2 separate regions of the Zea mays genome follow, and region 1 is linked to region 2. The links are chromatin contacts, called in public Hi-C maps. All regions are on one chromosome and are shown on one strand. The core of a region is the stretch at or near the end of the contact, and the rest is flanking DNA. Distances in the headings are between cores, read along the strand shown.

Region 1 (5,772 bases), core at 2,099-4,598, 53 kb after region 2:
CACTTATATATTTGCTTTGGTTTGTGTTGGCATCAATCACCAAAAAGGGGGAGATTGAAAGGGAAATAGGCTTACACCTTTTCCTAACTGATTTTGGTGGTTGAATTGCCCAACACAAATAATTGAACTAACTAGTTTGCTCTAGATTATAAGTTTTACATGTGCCAAAGGTTCAACACAAACCAATAAAAAGTCCAAGAAAGGGTTCAAATAAAAAGAGCAAAAGACAACCCAAAGGCAGCCCTGGTCTGGCGCACCGGACTGTTCGGTGTGCCACCGGACAGTGTCCGGTGCACCAGGGAGTTCCACTCCAAACTTGCCACCTTTGGGAATTCGGGAGGCCGCTCCGCTATAATTCACCGGACTGTCCGGTGCACCAAGCGGAGCAACGGCTACTCGCGCCAACGGTCGTCTGCAACGGTACAGTAAACAATGAACAGTGTCGACTGCGCGCGCAGAAGTCAGAGCAGGCGCCAGAATGCGCACCAGACAGTGAACAGTGACTGACCGGTGCACCACCGGACTGTCCGGTGGCCCCACTTGTTAGAGCTCCAACGGTCGGAACCCAACGGCCTGGTGACGTGGCTAGCGCACGAGACAGTGTCCAGTGGCGCACCGGACTGTCCGGTGCGCCATACGACAGCAGCCTCCACCAACGGTCATTTTGGTGGTTGGGGCTATAAATACCCCCCAACCACCACACTTCAATGCATCCAAGTTTTCAGCCATCAAACCTCATACAAGAGCTCTAGACTTCATTTAAAGACACAATCAAAGAGATCAAATCCTCTCCCAAGTCCGGAATCACTCCAAACAAATTAGTGACTAGAGAGAGACATTTGTGTTCATTTGAGCTCTTGCGCTTGGATTGCTTTTCTTCTTCCTTCTTTTTTGTTTCCAACTCAATTGTAATCAAGGCAATAGACACCAATTGTGTGGTGGTCCTTGTGGGGACTTAGTGTCCCGTTTGATTGAGAAGAGAAGCTCACTCGGTCTAAGTGACCGTTTGAGAGAGGGAAAGGGTTGAAAGAGACCCGGTCTTTGTGACCACCTCAACAGGGAGTAGGTTTGCAAGAACCGAACCTCTGTAAAACAAATCACCGTGTCATCCGCTCTTATTCGCTTGTGATTTGTTTTCGCCCTCTCTTTCGGACTCGTTTATATTCCTAACGCTAACCCCGACTTGTAGTTGTGCTTAAACTTTATAAATTTCAGATTTGCCTATTCACCCCCCTCTAGGCGACTTTCACATAGCCTTGTACAACGGTATGTCCTCTATCGTATAGTCTTATAATGTGGAATAGGTGTGTGTGTGAATGAAATCATACATGTCCTCCAACTCAACTGCCATTGATCACTGACACAAACTCTGAGCTGCCTCTAGCTCTGACCATTTGTGACAGCATTGTCATCGCCATCAACATTGAGAGCAACAACGTCGGCTTCCTAAGGTGGCGCTGCGCGTCTGCTACGACGGCTAGGGCACACTCTGACCAACGATGTCGTCGTGGAGCCAACAGCCACGTCTTGCCTTGCTTCGTCTGGCGGTCACCACAACATCGTGATGGCGTGTGGCGTCAGTAGCCTTTTACTCAATGGTGCAGAGATTGGTCGTGGCATCGTGCTATATAGCGGCGGCAATGTCGGCCATGACGATAGTGCGATGAGTGATACCATGAACTTGGATTTCTTTATCAAGCTATACATTGCTCCTATCCAAAAACAAATGATCTTGTATATATATGGGGTGTTTGGTTTGGGAAATGAGCTAGTCTATCATCTTCTCACTCCTCATATTTTTTATTTGGTTTTTGGAATGGATAAATTGATCCATCACCACCCTATTTCTCATAGTTAGTTAGTACTAATATAAGAAATAAAGTCATTCCACCAAATTTAAGGAATAGACACATCATACACCATATCATTTTGGATGGATTGATTACTCAAACCAAACACCCAATAGTGTATAGTATTTCATGTACGACTGAGTAACACATTATTTGACCCGTCATCGACTCATCATGCGTGCGAGGACGCCCAAACTGCCAGCCTGCCATGCTGATGAGTGATGACTGATGAGCATGCGCTGAACCTACAATCTCGGGAGCAGGAAGCCAGGATGGGTGCACATGTACTATAGTGCAGCGCAGGCGGCTTCTGTTGTACCGCATCCGCGTCGGACGGCGCCCTCTGCTGCGATTAGAAATGGCCAAACGGGCCGCTCGGCCCGGGTCTCAGAGCCGTTCCTGACTTTTAGGGGTCGGATGCGAAATCCGAAATGGAGGCCCCATCCACACATAATATATATAATATTCAATATTTATAAGATAACAAATATAAAATATAGCAAAAACACATACTTGTTATCTGATGTCATTAAAAATATCTCCTAACATTTTGTGATACAAATCATCGCTTATACCATTAAGATCAATCTCATCCAACAACTTCTTTTAGATACATATAATCGCCAAACCATTTAACCTCTCTTAAGTCATTGTTGACCTTAAATAGTTCAAAAAATATTTCAATTTTAAAAATCATCTCTCCGTCGATGCAACCATCATGTGTATAGTAAATAATACTCTCTCTGTATCAAAATAGAATTTATTTTGCTTCTCTAGTTGATTCCTCATCATCTAATTGAATATAGATATAAAAATCAAGAGTTCAAACAAATACTATTTTGGAACGAAATGAATATTAGATAAGTAATTGAGACATTAGTTTAACAATCTAAACGAAACTGATCGATAGTGCATCGCTCTTGCGTATTTATGTCTAGGGTAGATATACTTAGCGGGAAAAAAGTGTTAACGTCAAGTGGCCCGAGGGCCCCTCTGTTTTTGGGGGCCCGGTGCGGCCGCACCCGCCGCACCCCCTCAGGGCTGTCCGTGCCGGGCCCGGTGAAGCTCGGCCCGTTTTGGGCCCGGCCCGCCAGACACGGTTAGAAAACCGAGCCAGGCCGTCTAAGCACGCGGGCTCAATTTCCTGTCCGAGCCCGGTCCGTTTAGCACGAAAAAAGTGGGCCGAAAAGCAGGCTATGCGGGCTGGTAAGAACATTTTAGTGTAAAAAAGCGGGTTTAACGGGCTTAGAGGTAAACGGGCCGTGCCGGGCTAGTCCACCGTGCCTAGTTTCCAGTCCGAGCCTGGCCCGCTTATTCGTGTCGGGCCAGCCCGGGCACGCATAAAACTGGGTCATGCCAGGTTCGGACCGGACCTAAACAACGGGTTTCATGCCGGGCTTGCAAGCCTTGTACTTATTGGCAATCTATAGCTGCGATGTGCAGCGCAGGCGACATGGTGGGCTCGCTCATCGGCCTCAGAACGGGCCTCGCCGTCGTGGGCCGTAGCTTTGTGCATTGCATCCACCTAGGCCTACGTCGCATTCTTCTCTATCGGACTTGGCCCAATTACGAGCGTGTACACCTCAGAGATACAGGGTATGGTTCGCTGACTAATTTATCACACTTTAGCTAACTTTTCTGTCTAAAATTAGTTTTTCAATTCGAATGATTATGACACAGCCCATATTCCCTATTCCCGCGGCAGGTGCGCGCGCTGGGATTCGCGGTCGGCGTGGCGTGCAACCACCGGCGTCATCTCCACCTGTCTCTGTCAAGGGGTGGGTGTTCTTCTTCACCTGGGACCTCCCTGAGAGAGACTAGGGGCCGAACGCTGGAGGAGATGGGAAAGCGATGGCGGAAGGAGAAGGCACTACCAGCGAGAGGGAGCAGGTAGTCCAAAAGGACAAATCAGATGGAATGGAAATCAAGAAACAATTGCCACTGTGTCATAGTCAAAACCGAAGCAACCTGATCTATACCTGGTTGATTTCGAGGTGGCCATGACAATTCACAAGGTGCTAGCCAAGACTGCCGCACGAATCCTATAGCTAGGAGCTATAAACACGCGGCTAGTTTTCTATTAGTACCTGCAAGGCTGGGAGAAAAACTGTACGAAGAAGTCCTGTACAATTACTTTTTTACAGGATCATACGGATACATGCCAGGTATCCTTGTCCAGTCGGTTGCTGGCTCGCTCGATCGCTTGGTCAGTGAGCTTTCGGCTCTCCGCTAGCTGCCGCTGCTGATGCTAATATATCTCACCGAAGCTAGCTAGCTGTCGATCACCAGGTGCCATCAGTTTGCATTGCAATGCTCAACGCGTGACCATACATGACACTGTCACCACCATCTTCTTTCGCCATTCATGCATCCACCTCCCGCCGTAAAGCTGAAAATGAGGAACAAAAGGCTCTTCTTATTTTCTTAGTCCAAAACTACCTCACGCGTGTAGCAGCCGACTGGTCACCACACTATCGATGCCACGTAGGCCAAACGCTAGATCACGAACCGCTATAGATCTAATAAGCGACGCACTTGAATAATATTAGAGTGTTCAAAATGCTTTTTAAGAGTCTGTTGATTTAAATGACATATTTGGACAATATTAAGATGCTAGAAATGCATTTTAAAAGCTTGACGCTTCGTAACTCTGTATTCAAAGCCCAGTCATATGCAGCCTACTTAAGGCCTGGTAGCTGAAGAAGGCCGGCGCGCCTTCGGCTCTTCGCCGCGCGGCCCGCACGGAGTATCGTCGCTTGCTCGCGCTGGTCATCAGTTCGGCTTCAGGATTTGTCGCGTCCTGCGTCGTGGCGCACTGGGCCGTCGGCCCTATTCCGCCCTCCAGTCGGCAAGCACCCGCACCCGTGGGTCATGGTGCATCAAATCATGAACTATTATTCTTCTCACTTATCAGGGCTTTAGAAGATAAAAATAAAAGCGTTACGACGGATCACCAGATCCGCACTCTTTCCTCCCGTCAGCAGATTAGGCGCGAAAAGTCGTGAAAGACCCATATCTCTTCCCAGAAGCACGACAGAGGAAACACACGAGACACGATGTAAGGTTAGGCCTTTGGCCACTTTCTCTTCTATGTATTATGAGGGGGTGTACTGGTTCCTTATATAGAGATGTGAGACCCCTCAGGGGCAAATCAGATATTTGCCCACATAACCCTAACTAGGTTACTTAACAAAAACATCCGGGATTATATAATCCAGCTTATGGATTATATAAGCATCTATTGACCTGCTAATGGATTATTATAATCTAGGTATTGAGATTACATAATCCATCCAATAATTTGTGTTGTTTGTTTATCTCTCAACTTATTTAAGCTAGATTATATAATCTAGAGAGTAAACAAACATGACCTAACCTAATATCCATCCTGTGGGGGATAGATATCCCCCGGGTCCACTAAAAGAGTAAAAGACCTCACCAAAGGCCCAGGGGCCCAATAAATCATAAGGTCATTCTTTCGTGGGCCTGGGGAGGAACAATCAGCAAAGCAGTTTGACACAGGGCCGGATTGGTGCGAACCCGGACGGCCCACAACGTCGAGCGAGCGACCACAACAAAGATCCGACTTTCCCGCGCTGGAGCCCCCATGCAACGGAGCCATGCGAGGATAGGTCGGCAGAACTACAGGGAGATAAACTCAAACAGTTCACTATCTTGTAGCTACACATAGTTATCATATCCACATGTATTGCCCCACGGTCGAGTATATAAGGCCTAGGGGGCACCCCTTCAGATCGATCGACCCTATTACTTAGTCACCCGCGTCAACTCTCGGCACTCAGAGAACTCTCTTGTAACCTTGTCCACCAAGCATACTCACCAGGACGTAGGGTGTTACGCATCTCTAAGCGGCCCGAACCTGTAAACCTTGTCCTCTGTCCCTCGTGCAATCGGCACGAAC
Region 2 (5,554 bases), core at 2,482-4,981:
TATCTGACTATGATACACTGATATAGAGTCCAAGTTTAGTAAGTGCTGGATCTCATTGCAACACAGACGAGTACATTGCTAATAATAATATAATATATTATATGTATCTTTATTTCTTAATCCTGTATGGTGTGCCATGTGGATGGGCTCCCGTTTAATTTTCATTCCATGCATGTGATGCGGGCCAGCTAGTCAACAAACGGCTGCTGGAGTGAGACCCTCGTCGGACCTGTAGTCGTTTAAGCAACTTCTTTTTTTAAAAAAAAAAACAAGTTAATAAACTTATATGCACACAGTTTAGGGTATATTTTTTGTGGGCTTGTGGCACGAAAGTTACGGCTCCGGCTCCTAATAATAGGCTCCCTGGCTTCGGCTTCTCACAGTGGCGGACCCACAGGGCCACAGGGGTAAAGTAAGCCATGGCCTCCCTAATATTTTGGAAGTACTTATATGTATCATACGATTTACTGAAAAAAATAGAAAATATAAAAGACATGGTGGGCCAAAATCACTTCATTGAGCTTGTCCACTATCCTGCAACCCAATAACCCAATAACGTAACCATCTATTCTCCCTCCCGTGTGGTCGTGTGACTTTTATCATGTATTGATATAAAACTTGAATTATATATGATAGTACTTGTTTACGGTGTTGGTTGATTTTATCATGTGTTTTTTGGACCCCTCAATTTTTATCCTGCGTCCACCACTGGCTTCTCACATGGATGAACTTCTCTGAAAAAGCTAAAGTCGTTTTGTAAAACTCTCGGTAAAAACAGTTTCAATGACGGTGTTATAAAATCTACTACTATAATAAAGCATGAAAATCGTCGTGCGTCAGCCCAACCTCATATCTCGCCTGCTCCTCGGCGCTCGTGCACGGCGCACCAAGACCCAATTTAAACGGATTAAAGGTAAAAATGGGCGTGTACCACCGGAATAAACAGTTGCGTTGTAAAGAGGCGAAATTTTAAATATGCATACACTAATATTTAAAAAATTAAATTTTTAATCATGTTTGTATAAATATATCATTTAATCAATGTCTATCTATATGAAGTATATAGAAATCGTAGCAATATACAAATAAGTGACTAATGTATATTAAATTTGTCAGGAGAAGCCAGTAAAAGTCACATGTGAACCTTATAACACCCGTTTTTCAGACAAATCTTCGGTAAGGCTTCTTGCACAAAGTTGTGGAACTACCTCAAGGCCTTAGTTAGAACAACTCTACTAGCTCTAGATACATTAGATTTATATTTAGATATATTTTTTTAACCAAACACCTCAAATTCCATCAGCTTCACTAGTGTATCCGATCCACCAACTCTATAAATCTGGCTCTAGATTCATGAAATTTATGGAGCAACTCAAGGGGTGCTAGACCAAATCAAAGTTTGATGGAGTTGAAAAAATACACATTGTAACATTGTCACACTGATCACAAAAAAAATGGTTCGACCTTTCTTCCTCCGTCTCCCATTCAATAGGGTTGGTTTAGTGACTAGAGAATTAAAGAGAATTCAAGAAGGAAAAAATCTTTTGCTATTCAAAATTGAATAGCAAGAAATTTTCATCTATAAATTACCTTTAATTTCACTGTCACCAACTAGCCCTTAGGCTGTCGCGCTCGCCCTGGCGGACGAGTCCCACGTCCGCGTGGTCGCACCGGTTGCACCTAGGCTGGTCGGTCCCTTGGTCGTTGGAGGAATGAGAAAAGCACGAGAGGAAGGAGAAAAGAGAAGATGAAACCCTGACGTGTTAGACATAGATGAAAGTGAGATAGGTATAAAAGTGGACTTAGACCGTACCCTATATGATCATCCAAAATAATATTTTATATTGTAAACTGAACCGTTCGTATAGATTAGTTTGAATATAAATATGATGATGTGTAAGATGCTGAAGATAGCTTTAGAGCCTGTTTGGTTTGAGGGACTAAAGATATGTCCCTCTTTTTTAGTTTTATTTAGTCTCTAAATTGACAAACAATGAGACTAAAACATGAACTAAACTGCTTTAATCTCTAGTCTCTTAAAGAGTAACTAAAAGGATTATCATTTATTTCAGTCGTGCTAAAGGGTGACTAAAATGGAAAAATTATATTAATTCTATCTTTTGCTTCTCATTTATTTCAGTTGTGCTAACGGCAAAAAATGATAAGGGGTATTTTAGTCTTATATAAGTCATTTATTTCAGTTGTGTTAATGACCGAAGAATGATAAGGGGTAATTTAATTTTATAATTGTAAGTCATTTATTTCACGAACACGGGTTTAATTCTTGTTTTTGCCATCATTTATTTTAGTTGTGCTAATGGAAGGAGAATGATAAGGGTGACTAAAATGGGCTAAATCATATTAATTCTACTTTTTGCTCTATCATTTATTTATTTATTTCAGTTGTGCTAATGGCTGAACCGTAGAGTTGTTCCATGATGTGAATTCTAGGTCTAGATTCACTTTTCTAGATCATAGAGTATTAGAGCTATCACAAACAGACTAAAAAAAAGTGTATAACCCTTGATGGACAAAATTTAGGGTAGTGCCTTTTCATCATATAACCTTTTGTATAACCTTTTGTCCTTTTCTATGTGAGTACACATAACTTTTGCTAACATACTTCAACGTAACCTTTTCAATATAACTTTTGCGCGGTCTTTTCAGAAATGGTAACTTTTGAATACGCAGTGTTTCTAGCACGATTTTATAACAACTTATACATGCAAGTTTTGTTGTTAAACGTTTTTGAAAATCAGCCATGAGTTGTTGAGAAAATCAGCCGACCTGCCTGTTGCTCAAGTCACAGTCCAACGCTATCGCCATGAGTTGAGACTGGAAGGACCAAATATCCGGTATCAATAAAACCCGTACAGTCTAAACGTAAACAGACTAAACGGTTATAATGTTTTGCTATTTATTAGGCCATGTTTAATTAGTCAGTTAATAAATTATTAACTAAGTTAAGTAAAATAATAAACTAATCGTTAGTTACGAGTTAGTTAACAATTAGCTATGTCTCTGAACTCTGATTAGAGATATAGTACAATAGATACAGGGATGGCAACGGGGATTTCCCCGTCGGGGAATGGCTCTCCATCCCTGTCCCCGCGGGGAGGAAAATTCTCTGTCCCTGTCCCCACGAGCTTACGGGAAAGCTTTTTTCTCCCATCCCCGTCCCCGTCGGGGAATTTATCCCCGTGAGGAACCCCGCGGGGAATCTGCCCCCACTAAAAGTACAATATTTAAAGATAAATTTAAATTAATTGTATCAAATTAATATAAATTTAACAAACAAGATTGAAAATTATAAGAGACATCTACTTTAGAGTTTAGTTTGCTATTTTATAACATGTCATACATTGAGTTTTTACTGTAATTCTAACAAATAAATTGACTAACTTGAATAAAAAAGTTTCATGGGGTGGGTACACGGGGAACGGGGATGGGGGATGGTTTCTCGTCCCCGCGAACCCGACGGGGATTAAATTTCCCCCATTTAGATCCCGCGGGGACTAAATTAGTTCCATACCCGTCCCCTAATAGTGGAATTCCTCGCGGGGAATCGGGGATCGGTCCCTATTGCCATCTCTAAACAGATATAGTAAAACTGTGTGACCTTTATGCGGCCTGTATATGGGCTAAATAAAACAGTGTATCAGACGCGTTAGCCCATTGCTCTTTGTCTACTCTATATATATGCGTCTCCTTGAGCAAATCACAACACCCCACGCCTTGTCTCTGAACTCTGATCAGAGATCAAAGAGGTAGCCGTTAAGTTAACGATGGCTTCCGCCGACCTCGCAGAGGCCATGGAGCCCGGGAAGAAGAGCAACGTCAAGTATGCTTCCGTCTGTGCCATCATGGCCTCCATGGCCTGCGTCATCCTTGGCTACGGTAGCCATTCTTCCGTTGTCGAAACATCTCCTTTCATTTCTCTTTCCAAGAATTCGTATGTGACTCTGTGTACTGTTCACCAACTCTGTAGACATTGGTGTGATGAGTGGAGCGGCGATTTACATCAAGAAGGACCTGAAGATCACGGACGTGCAGCTGGAGATCCTGATAGGCATCATCAGTCTCTACTCGCTCATCGGATCCTTCGCTGGCGCGCGGACGTCCGACAGGATCGGCCGCCGCTTGACCGTCGTCTTCGCCGCGGTCATCTTTTTCGTGGGCGCGTTGCTCATGGGCTTCTCCGTCAACTACGGCATGCTCATGGTGGGCCGCTTCGTGGCCGGAGTTGGCGTGGGCTACGGGGGCATGATCGCGCCCGTGTACACCGCCGAGATCTCGCCGGCGGCGTCCCGCGGCTTCCTCACGTCCTTCCCTGAAGTCTTCATCAACCTCGGCATCCTGCTCGGCTACCTGTCGAACTACGCATTTGCGGGCCTCCCGCTCCACCTCGGCTGGCGTGTTATGCTCGGCATCGGCGCGGCGCCGTCCGCCCTGCTCGCGCTCCTGGTTTTCTGCATGCCCGAGTCGCCTCGGTGGCTTGTCATGAAGGGCCGCCTCGCGGACGCCAGGGCGGTGCTAGAGAAGACCTCCGCCTCGCCAGAGGAGGCCGCAGAGCGGCTGGCTGACATCAAGGTTGCCGCGGGGATTCCGAAGGACCTCGACGGAGACGTGGTCACCGTACCCAAGGAGCGAAACAGCGGTGAGATGCAGGTGTGGAAGGACCTCATCTTGTCCCCGACCCCGGCGATCCGACGCATATTGCTATCGGCCGTCGGCCTGCACTTCTTCCAGCAGGCTTCTGGCTGCGATTCTGTCGTGCTGTACAGCCCTAGCGTGTTCAGGAGCGCGGGAATCACCGGCGACAACAAGCTCCTGGGCGTCACCTGCGCCGTGGGCGTCACCAAGACGCTCTTCATCCTGGTGGCCACGTTCCTGTTGGACCGCGTGGGGCGTCGGCCTCTGCTACTGACCAGCACGGGTGGAATGGTCATCTCGCTCATCAGCCTCGGGACGGCGCTCACCGTCGTGGGGCATCACCCGGACGCCAAGATCCCGTCGGTCGTCGCTCTGTGCATCGCGTCCACCCTGGCCTTCGTCGCCTTCTTCTCTATCGGCCTCGGGCCCATCACGGGAGTGTACAACTCGGAGATATTCCCACTGCAGCTGCGCGCGCTGGGCTTTGCGGTCGGCGTGGCGTGCAACCGCGTAACCAGCGCCGTTATCTCCATGACCTTCCTGTCCCTCTCCAAGGCTATTACCATCGGCGGCAGCTTCTTTCTCTACTCCGGCATCGCCGCGGTCGGGTGGGTTTTTTTCTTCACGTGCCTTCCGGAGACCCGTGGTCGTACGCTGGAGGAGATGGGCAAGCTGTTCGGCATGCCAGACACGGACATGGCTGAAGCAGACGACACCGCAGCCAAGGAGAAGGTGGTGGAAATGTCCACCAAGTAGGCAAGTAGATGGAACGAAAATACAATATTCGGCGGTGCTCGGGCAGATAGGCAATGATTGGTGCAGCGTCGCTTACAAGAGCAGAGCTCAACCCAACACAAACAAAATAAGGAAAAAAAAACTGAAGCAGCGTGGCAAGATTGGC

The links. Hi-C and Micro-C count contacts between places; a contact is called where the count stands out from the background.
Region 1: a Hi-C map of ear shows a contact between it and region 2, with 2.7 times the contacts expected there. The contact joins the enhancer-like site here to the promoter of LOC100381931 in region 2. A contact is called at or near these places in 6 of 25 Hi-C or Micro-C datasets (bundle sheath, ear, leaf and 2 more).

The regions. Positions count from the first base shown.
Region 1 is chr7:170,020,768-170,026,539 of Zm-B73-REFERENCE-NAM-5.0, forward strand. No RefSeq gene overlaps it. Among protein-coding and RNA genes, the nearest start is that of LOC100381931, 53 kb to the left of the region's middle. Within about 2 kb of position 3,349, at least 18 of the 20 cell types and tissues checked have an H3K27ac peak or open chromatin away from gene starts, as enhancers often do. A contact at or near this core is called in bundle sheath, ear, leaf and 2 more, where this site is marked.
Region 2 is chr7:169,967,186-169,972,739 of Zm-B73-REFERENCE-NAM-5.0, forward strand. It overlaps LOC100381931 (Putative polyol transporter 1), which reads left to right and starts at 3,732. Exons shown (of 2, transcript NM_001174706.1): 1 at 3,732-3,897; 2 at 3,989-5,554. The coding sequence starts at 3,786. The coding sequence ends at 5,409.